Linked DNA regions of Gossypium hirsutum: region 1 is linked to region 2. The links are chromatin contacts, called in public Hi-C maps. All regions are on one chromosome and are shown on one strand. The core of a region is the stretch at or near the end of the contact, and the rest is flanking DNA. Distances in the headings are between cores, read along the strand shown.

The links. A called contact is a pair of places that touch in the nucleus more often than the background predicts.
Region 1: a Hi-C map of leaf shows a contact between it and region 2, with 2.5 times the contacts expected there. The contact joins the promoter of LOC107959774 here to the enhancer-like site in region 2. A contact is called at or near these places in 7 of 34 Hi-C or Micro-C datasets (callus and leaf).

The regions. Positions count from the first base shown.
Region 1 is chrA05:103,107,342-103,112,118 of Gossypium_hirsutum_v2.1, reverse strand. It overlaps LOC107959774 (heparan-alpha-glucosaminide N-acetyltransferase), which reads right to left and starts at 3,113. Exons shown (of 13, transcript XM_016895909.2): 1 at 2,360-3,113. The coding sequence starts at 2,665. LOC107959773 reads right to left here. Exons shown (of 5, transcript XM_016895908.2): 5 at 4,686-4,777.
Region 2 is chrA05:102,963,503-102,968,253 of Gossypium_hirsutum_v2.1, reverse strand. No RefSeq gene overlaps it. Among protein-coding and RNA genes, the nearest start is that of LOC107959768, 10 kb to the left of the region's middle. Within about 2 kb of position 1,258, at least 7 of the 9 cell types and tissues checked have an H3K27ac peak or open chromatin away from gene starts, as enhancers often do. A contact at or near this core is called in leaf, where this site is marked.

The sequences.
Region 1 (4,777 bases), core at 1,864-4,363, 140 kb before region 2:
CTAGAAAATATAGCTTCTTTACCTAGAACTTCCACGAGATTGAAAAATAAAAATCACAATTTTTTATGAAACAGTTACGCTACCCAAACTTTTCAATTTTTCTGAAGTATTAGTGTTCAGCACGTGTTCAACACATATTCTAAATAGACTTGGCATATGATCTTCTAAATATATCAAAACACCTTTAAAAAAGTTGAGTATATTAATATCAGTGTTGGACATATCCATATTTAAAACTCACTTCAAACAGAGGAATATGGTAAGTGTGCAACGGATTTCAGAACTTAAAAAAGAAATGAAAAATGTCTTCCAGGCTCCAAATCTGTACATATTTACTTATACATACTCCTTATAACCCGCTTTTGGGCAACGAAATAACACTCTATGCAGTTTACAAGAAAGCTTGATTATTTTTTTCTTCTTTCGGGTAAAAAGTGGAATTAACAATAAATAGTAATAAAAAAAACAAGTATCTCAATGGCCAAGTCCCATGAACTGATAGTTGGCCTATTACAATTATTAAGGCTTATGTCCAATGTGGGAGGTGGAAAAGAACTTCAACAAAGTTGTAAAAAATTATATACTATAAGACAAACATCCCTGAACAGCTAGCATTAATGAAAAAAAATATCTTGCTCCACATTAAAAGGAAAACTGATAATTAGTCCTATGATATCTTCCACTAAGAAAAATCTGCATGTTACAGATGCAAGTGGGACTGCACCCTTTACCTTGTGACAATATTATGTTATGATTCATGCTTATTTTATACTTCTTTAACATGTATATATTAATATACGATTATTCCCTACTGGAAAAGGAATCAGATTTCGAAGGGAAAGGGATGCTTCATTCAGACGATACGAAAGGATGGAAAGCAAGTTAATAAAGCAACCACTTGACATAATCCAACCAATACGAAATCGTAATTGGGATCTGGGTGAACCATATCCCAAATGATACGGCATCGAACCCCATGCCTTGCTTTATGGACTTGGAGGGAGGGAAAAGATTTCATCCTAATATTTTATTTATACATATAATGAAAGTTGATAATTTCTGTATTTAATACAAATTTGTCATTTTAATGAAGTTAAAAAATGGTCCTAAGCATTAATTAGAGAAATACTCTAAATTAGAACATCTTTCAATCTTTGACTCCTGGAGCATAAAGCGATATCTTTTTCTATTTAGGAAACCGTAAATGTATTTGGGTGCATTTATTATGATGGATGCCCTGAAATCATCAGATTGATGTAATTTCATGATGCATGCAAATTGAACTTCTTTATGATAATTTTATGGTAACTGTTAAAATATTTGAGCCGTTTTATAAGGGAGGGATAAGATGACTTAAGGATCAAACTTAGTATGAAAAATCAAACAAAAATTTATATTTTAACAATAGTTTTTTTTATCATTAGATCACAAGCTATGATAATCACTTATTTATATAAAAGAATCAAACTTGCATATACCCAGTGTTTACTTTCTTTCTAAATAAGTAAAATTTATCCATTGAATTTTAATTTAATTGACAGTATTTTTATAACAACTGAGAGAACTTACATGTGGTTGACCTAAACATTTTTTCCTTACTCTTTGAATATTTGTAATTTAAACTGTTTTTTTATTTATATAATCGTTAAAAATTCTTATCTCTCTGTTAATACTATTTTGAAATTAAAATTTTTTCTAGCTAAAACAGATTAATTATAATAAACTTATATTTAACAAAATTTAATAATTAGATCAGAAATTTGAAATTTAAAAAATTAGATTTCAATTTTTCAAAAATTACAGAAGTTATGATATATTTTGACCTAGAAAAACTATATTTTCTTTTCAGAACTCTTTAAATTTGTAAGAAACCTAACCCTGGATAAGCATTCATGAAATCCAACTGCCCAAAAGAAATAATTAAAATCATATTTAACGGATGCACGCATTGATGACAAAATAATAATGAGAGAGACGAATAGAGGTTAACTAAAAATAATGATTTTCCGTACTTTTCTATAAAAGAATTGCCACTAATCAGTTCTGTTTTAATTTAAAGCATTATTGGTATATTCAAACACTTGAAAATTAATATGAAAAAAATAAATTCTTTAAGCTTGACTAAAAACTCTCAACACACCACATATTTAAATTTTTTAACAAATAACCTCATGTAATTTATTTTCAATATTTATATTTATAATTAACAATGCAGTAATATTAATTTTTAATTATATTCTTTTACTGGCGTAACGGGTGTACCATAAAAAGCGAAAAGTCAGGCAGTAAAAATTGAGAACAGTCAACAGTGAAGTTATATTTTGAGATAGCTAGGTTAAAAAGAGAGAGGAGATTTTACCACAACGGTGAGGCCCCGGCAAACGTCCAAGGAAATAAGCCGGTGCTGCGGCGGCTGTTGACGGTGGAGAGGAAGGTTTGTGGAGTTGGAAGCGGGAATGAAGGGGCTTTCATCACCTTTGTTAGCAATGTTTGGGTCAGAGATCCGAAAAGCCAGCTGATTCAAATTCTTACTTCCATCATCATCTTGGATTTTCTCAGCATTGCCAATAATATCAATATCAATGCTGAAATGCTTTTCTTGCGTATAAACAGAATCCTCTAAATCATCTGCATATGGCTTGATTGGTTCGTATTCCATCGCCATTTGCCACACACACACTCTACAATCTCCTCTCTTTTTTCCTCCTCAATCAAACCAACATTCGCTGAACTGAAAATTAAAAAGAAGGAAAGAAAGGTTGTATGATAATATCAATGAGAAAAGAAGAAGAAGAAAACAAGAAACAAAAGAAGGAAAGAAGCTTAAAAGATAAACATCTAAGCTTGATTGTGTGTTATATTTTATAGGATTCAAGAAAAGAGGAAGCATAAATATCTTTGGTTACAAGGATTTTAGGAAAGAGTTTTCGAATTCTTTTTATAGGAATATTATTTTATTATTACTATATCACTGTAAACAGATTTATGGATGGAATCAATCGAACTGCAGTGTAGCCCATATCTTTATTTAGATTTTATTTTTATTTCCAAAAGAAAAAAAGAGAGTTGTAATTTGAGCAAGAGTTTAACTATTGGAGATCCGTAACCGATATTAATCAAATATTCTATTAAATACTTTTTTTAATATAAATGGATTGGACCATTGGAAAAAAACAAAAAAGTAGCACCTTTCGCCCTTTCCATATACTTCCACTCTCTCTTTCCTACTAGCTACTCCTATTGTAGTGGGATAGGTATCAAAGAATTAAATATAGTAACTTGAAATAACAAATTCTAATTTTCGTTTTTTATTTTATTTTAAAAATAAATTATAATGATTTAATTAAGTTAGTGGACATGATTAATATTTTTATATAAATATAAATTTATGCTATATGAAATATATCATACTATTCTACCATATTTATATTTATTTCAAATCTCTTTTGGATTTACTAAAAATAATTTTTTAAATTTTTTTATATAATTACATATGTTCTCTTTTGTTTTGCAATTTGAATTTAATTTTATTTGAATCAAATGATGTTAAGGTAAAACCTTTGGATAATAATAATTTCAGTATTTTGAAAATTGAGATTTTAACTTTGAATCTCATCTTATCTAGATCTATTTTGGCTTAAATTTCATTATATATGAATTATCTTCATATTTATTCTGATTTAAAGCCATACATATTTAGCTTATCAGTCCATTAGTGTTTTATAATGATTTATTTACTATTTATAAGTACAGTTATAGTTATAATTTAAAAAATACATATATTTGATAAACAAACAATAAATTCAACAAAGAAAAACATTTTAACAAATTATATTTTTTAAACTTAATTTACGAACGAAAATAAAAATAATAGAAATTATCATATTTATCTATTTAATAAATGTGTCACAAATTAAAATCCAAAGAAAACCTGGAATAATTATTGAAAAAAATAAAAGTTTATTGGTCTCAGGACGTTGTTATCATAAGCTATGGACTTCCTTTAAAAGGTAAAATATTGATTTTAGAATTGATCGTCATTATATACACAATTAACATATAAAAAATATAGGGGGTTTCAAAGTTTTGCTTGAACTTAACCATCGTCGATGATGAACTTTATAGTTGTTTTATGTAGGTATATTTTCACGTACTATAATTATTTTTAAAATTATAATGTCTAGTTTAACCTGGGGTTTAAAACAGAATGTGGAAAGGTAAAGGGATGGTAACTGAAATTAGTAGTGCTGAAAGTGAATCGTCCCATAATTGCAAAGCATTTCGTTTGGTGTGATAATAGGAAATGAGTCACAATTCACATGCCTCACATTTCATGCATGAATCATGAGCTGCCTACACCTTTATCTAATATTTACTAAACTCAATCTAATCGACAATTTTCTTTACTTTTAACCATTTTTAGTTTCTTCTTTTCTAATATTGCTTTTCGTTACAATGATGCTGATAAAGGGTGGAGGTTTCTTATTTGAAAATTAAAAAATTATAAATTGTACGAAAAATGTACTTAATGTCGTCTTTCATAAATATATATATTATCAAGTTTATGCAACTTAAGGTTATTCTCTTTTGAGTGGGTTCTTCGAGTTGCGGATTTTTCTTTTCAATGAAGAAAATATATCACCTCTTAAAAATTGGAAATACATAAAAATGGACTAAACAAAGAATATATAAACTTCTCCAAGTAATTCATAAAAAATCTAATTAAATATTTGTTAATGCACATTGGTATGTAACACTCGGGAGGTTTTCGTTTATA
Region 2 (4,751 bases), core at 9-2,508:
TTGACAACCCAAATCCGAGCTGACATTACAACCCTTGAAAGACCATTTTGACTAATTGTGAATATTCGAATTGTTAAATCATTTAGTGAAAAATGATATTATTTGGTACAAGTGCATCTGAGAAAATTGCACACGATAAGGAGAGCAATCTTTCATTGGTTTGATGTTAGAGTTACTTTGATTGTAGACTTGTTAGAATCGATTTTGCTAGAAGAAAATGAAAAAAGAAAAGAGAAAAAAAAATAAAAAAGTGGAAGGCGAAAGCCCGAAATGGGGGTCTAAATAATTACGGTTAGTCAAAGTTGAAAACTTGAAAAAGTAGCTTAGACTAAGCTAGAGCAGAATATAAAACTGATAAGAGCTGAATGTTAGGAAATAAGATGCCAACAAAGATTATGAACAATAATGGATGAAATTGAGACTAAATGAGTTAAAGAACTAGAAGCATTAAGAAAGCTAAATTCTTTTTAAAGGCGCAGTATGAGCTGCACCATCACAAGAGGGATTAAGAAGCATCACATAATTTTGAGAACATTAATGAGATGGATTTTTGAAAGAAAATTTTGAATGATTTAATGAGATTGCTTAAATATTCACTACTTGGGAAATTGACACTAAACTTTGATACCCTTTTCATATCTTTCTTGTTAAGAAATTTATTCTTTATTTTGAAGCATGGAATCTCACGATTATTTCTTCCTTTTCATTTTTTTATATTATTTTGATTGCCGATCTTTTGGGCATATCTCAATTACAAATATTTTTTATAACCCTCACTTTTTTGCAAGGAAGAAATGTTGATTGCATTACTTTTATTATAAAGTTAAAATGATGATTGAAAAATTTTAAAAGGCTTCCTACTTCTCTTCTTTTAGGATCTTTCTCAAAGATATTTCTTGACCTTTCTCGAGATTATTTTAGGATCTTTACTCGAAGATATTTCTCAACCTCTTTAGGGATTATCTTAGGGTCATTGCTCCCAACATTTCTCAAGGTTATCTTTAAACCTTCGCTCAAAGGTTCATTTTCTTTAGAGACCAATGTGTGAAGCTCCGTTTGTATCTCAGAGACCCAAACGTGGAGTTCAGTTTTCTTTTTAGAGGCTTAGTTGTGAGGTTCATTTACATTTTATTTCATTTTAAAGGCTTAGTTGTGAGATCCATTTTATGTTTCCATTATATTTTAGAGGCCTAGTTGTGATGTCCATCTTACATTCTATTGCATTTTAGAGGCCTAGTTGTGTGATCTATTTATGTTTTTGTTGCATTTTAAAAACCTAGTTGTGAGGTCCAATTTTCATTTGCATTTTTGCTGCATTTAGCGGCCTAGTTATTAGGTCCATCTACATTTTTGTTGCATTTTGAAGGCTTCTTGCATTTTAGAGGCTTAGTTGTGAGGTTCGTTTACATTTCTATTGTGTTTTAGTGACTTAGTTGTGAAGTCCATTTTCATTTCTACTGTATTTTTGTTTCAAAGACTTGGTTGCGAGGTTCGACTTTATTTTGTTTCCACTATTTATATATTTTGGCAATTTAATATTTACGTTTTAGGCTTTGAATAATGTAAGTTTTGTTCTGATCTGTTTTGATTTCGATTGTGTACTGAGGGCTTAAGGTGTCTACTTCTTTGTATGTTCCTTGCTACACAAACAATGCATAAAAAGGGGCATAAAAAGAGGGGTAGATGTAGACATCTAAATCCGTTGAAGCAACCCAAAATCATGGCTTTGAGCTTTGATTGTATTGAATTAGAGAGTTACGAGTTTCTCTTTTTAAAATAGACCTTTTAAGCTAATTTTAGAACCAAGCTTAGTTTTAGAATTAAGATGCTCAATTTTTTAAATCATAGGCTAAGGTTAAATTCTTTCGAAATTGAGTGAGTAAATTGGATTTTGGTAATTGAAACTGGGCCATTCATGGTTGGTTTTAAGAATGAATTTGAACTGTTTTCAAATTAGGTTTTGAATTTAAAATCCAGCTTGCTTAATATTTTTATGGAACCCAGTTAGGGTCATTGAAAGTCCTTTTCAAGACTTTTTAAGCTCGAATGTTTATTTGTTTTTGAGGCCCTTTGGAAGCCCTTTTTTTACTTAAAAATCCAAATCAATTATAAAATTTAATTCAGATCCAATTTCCATTTAAAACCCAATTAGTTTTTATTTTAAAATATGAAGTCCCAAGAGTGTTTTCAAGCCCAATTTTAAATATTCAACCCAATCTGGTGTCAGGCCAATTGGAAGATCGTTTGCTAAATCAAAAGATTAACCTCGGCCAATCTGGTTAGCAATTGTGTATATAAACCTAGATAGAAATAAACCTGCAGATTAACAAGAATAAACCAAAAGATTAGCAATAATCAGGATTAATGAACTCCGTATATAAACCTGCATAGAAATAAAAAAATATATAATGGTAAGAATCAGTAGGATACTAGAAACCTTAAAAAAATAAAAAAAAAAGAGAGGAGAAAACTGAGCAGAAAAGGAAAGAAGAACAAAAAACAAAGAGGTAGATTCTTCCCTTCTCTACTTGGCTCAGCCTTTGGCCGTTATTCGTTTCGGGCCACTTGGCCATTCTTTTTTTTTTCAGCATGCATTTAGAACAAAACCAAGGGGAGCCCGACGCCGTTCTGCAGTCGTGAATGGTGGCGATGAACCCCGGCTTTCGTTTTCCCGAACTCTAATTTTCCATCTTTCTCCCCGTTTCCCCGATCCCTTCTTTTTCCCCCTCTCGTTTCTTTTCTTTCTTTTAGATTATAGATCTTCAACAATAGATCTGAGTTTTCTAAGATCTAAGAAATTAAAAAAAAAGTGTTTATAAAATATATTTTTTTCAAAATCATTTTTCAGAAGAGTTTTAGAAAGAAAACCAAAAGATTTAAAAAAAAGAAAAAAAAAAAGAAATGTTTTTAACGGCCATGGTGGCCCGCAGCCGAGAACAGAAGAACTCTTGTGTTCTCTGACGGTGGAGCCTCGTCGGAGAAGAAAGTGAAGCAAAGAAAAAAGAAAAAAGTCAGTTTAAAAACTTAGAAAGAAATGAATGCTTGTTTTGGTGTTTTAGGGTTATTTATAGGGTTATGTAAAGAGATATTTTCTACATAATTCCTTCTACGTCCTACCTTTTGCAGAAAAGGATCGCCGAATGGACTAATTGTAGTTCTCATTCCTCTGCCTTTGATTTCTCCTCGATTTTGAAATTTTAGGCAAATTAATTGCCAAATAGGTCCTCTGCTTCTTACATTTTTTTATCCTATTAATTTGGATTTCTCTATTTTTATGGTGTTTTAGGGTTATTTATAGGGTTATGTGTCACGGAAAGAATCTAAACAGAAAATATATAGAAGAGAAGAGAACCCAAAATAGAAAAAAGAAGAAAGATTGATAGAAGCATAAGAGAGAATAGTGGAAATTTTGTGTTAAACTTTTCATAACCGTTTTTCTGTTCCTTTTGTCAAGTATATATTGAAACCAAATAACATCTCACACAAACCATAGAATAGACCAAAACACATCGTTTAACTAATACAAAAATCGTACCGTTTCACCAGAATAGAAATGAGATAAAACGCAGCATACATCATAAGAGAATTAACAGAAATAACGAAAATATAAAAATATGAAAACCATTCCATAACAAATACCCCTCCCCTGAAAAGGATTCTTGTCCTCACGGATCAAACTCAGGGAAACGATGCTTAAGAGTCTGCAGGTTTTCCCAAGTGGAATCCTCAGGAAAAGTGTCCGCCCATTTAATGAGAACCTCCACAGCAGCATGGTTCCCCTGTTTAACCATTCTTCTGTCCAAGCTTCGGATAGGTGACTTGAGAAGAGGTCCATCAGACCCCACAGGTGGCAAGGAAGAAGCACTCACTGCTGAACTAATATGCTTATTTAATTGGGAGAAATAGAAAGTAGAATGGATACGAGCAGAAGGTGGTAATGACAATTTGTAGGCAACCTGTCCAACACGAGCTTCCACAGGAAAAGGTCCAAAATACCGAGGTGACAACTTCTGATTCTTGAACTTGCGCAAAGAGTGTTGGCGATATGGTTTGAGCTTCAAATACACCAAGTCGCCCAACTGAAATTCCCGCTCCGATCGATGCTTGTCCACCATTTGTTTCATTCAGTTCTGAGCTCTAGTAAGATGAAACTTTAAAACTTGGCGCATAGTTTCCCGATATTGCAATGTGCGATCAACAATAGCTACTAGAGAAGCTCCAGCCAAGTAGGGCAAGTGAGTAGGGGGTTTTGTCCATAAAGAGCCTCATAGGGTGTAGTTTGAATGGCTAAATGATAGGTGGTATTGTACCACCACTCAGCCAAGGGTAGCCAAGACGCCCAAGAAGAAGGTTTTTCCCCGGTCATACACCACAAATAACTCTCTAAGCATTTGTTAAGGATTTCTATCTGGCCATCAGTTTGAGGATGGTAGGCAGTAGACAGCTTCAATTTGGCCCCCAAACGACAAAATAATTCCTGCCAAAAATTGCTCAAGAAAATTCAATTGCGATCAGATACAATCGACTCAGATATGCCATACAACTTGTAAATATGATGAAGATATACTTGAGCTACAGTGAAAGCAGTGAAAGGATGAATCAAAGCAACGAAATGACCATACTTGGTCAAATGGTCAACCACTACAAAAATAGTGAAATTACCCTGGGACAATAGTAGACCTTCAATGAGATCCATACTAATGACCGATCAAGTACGATCCAGTATAGGCAACGGTTGCAAAAGCCCAAGA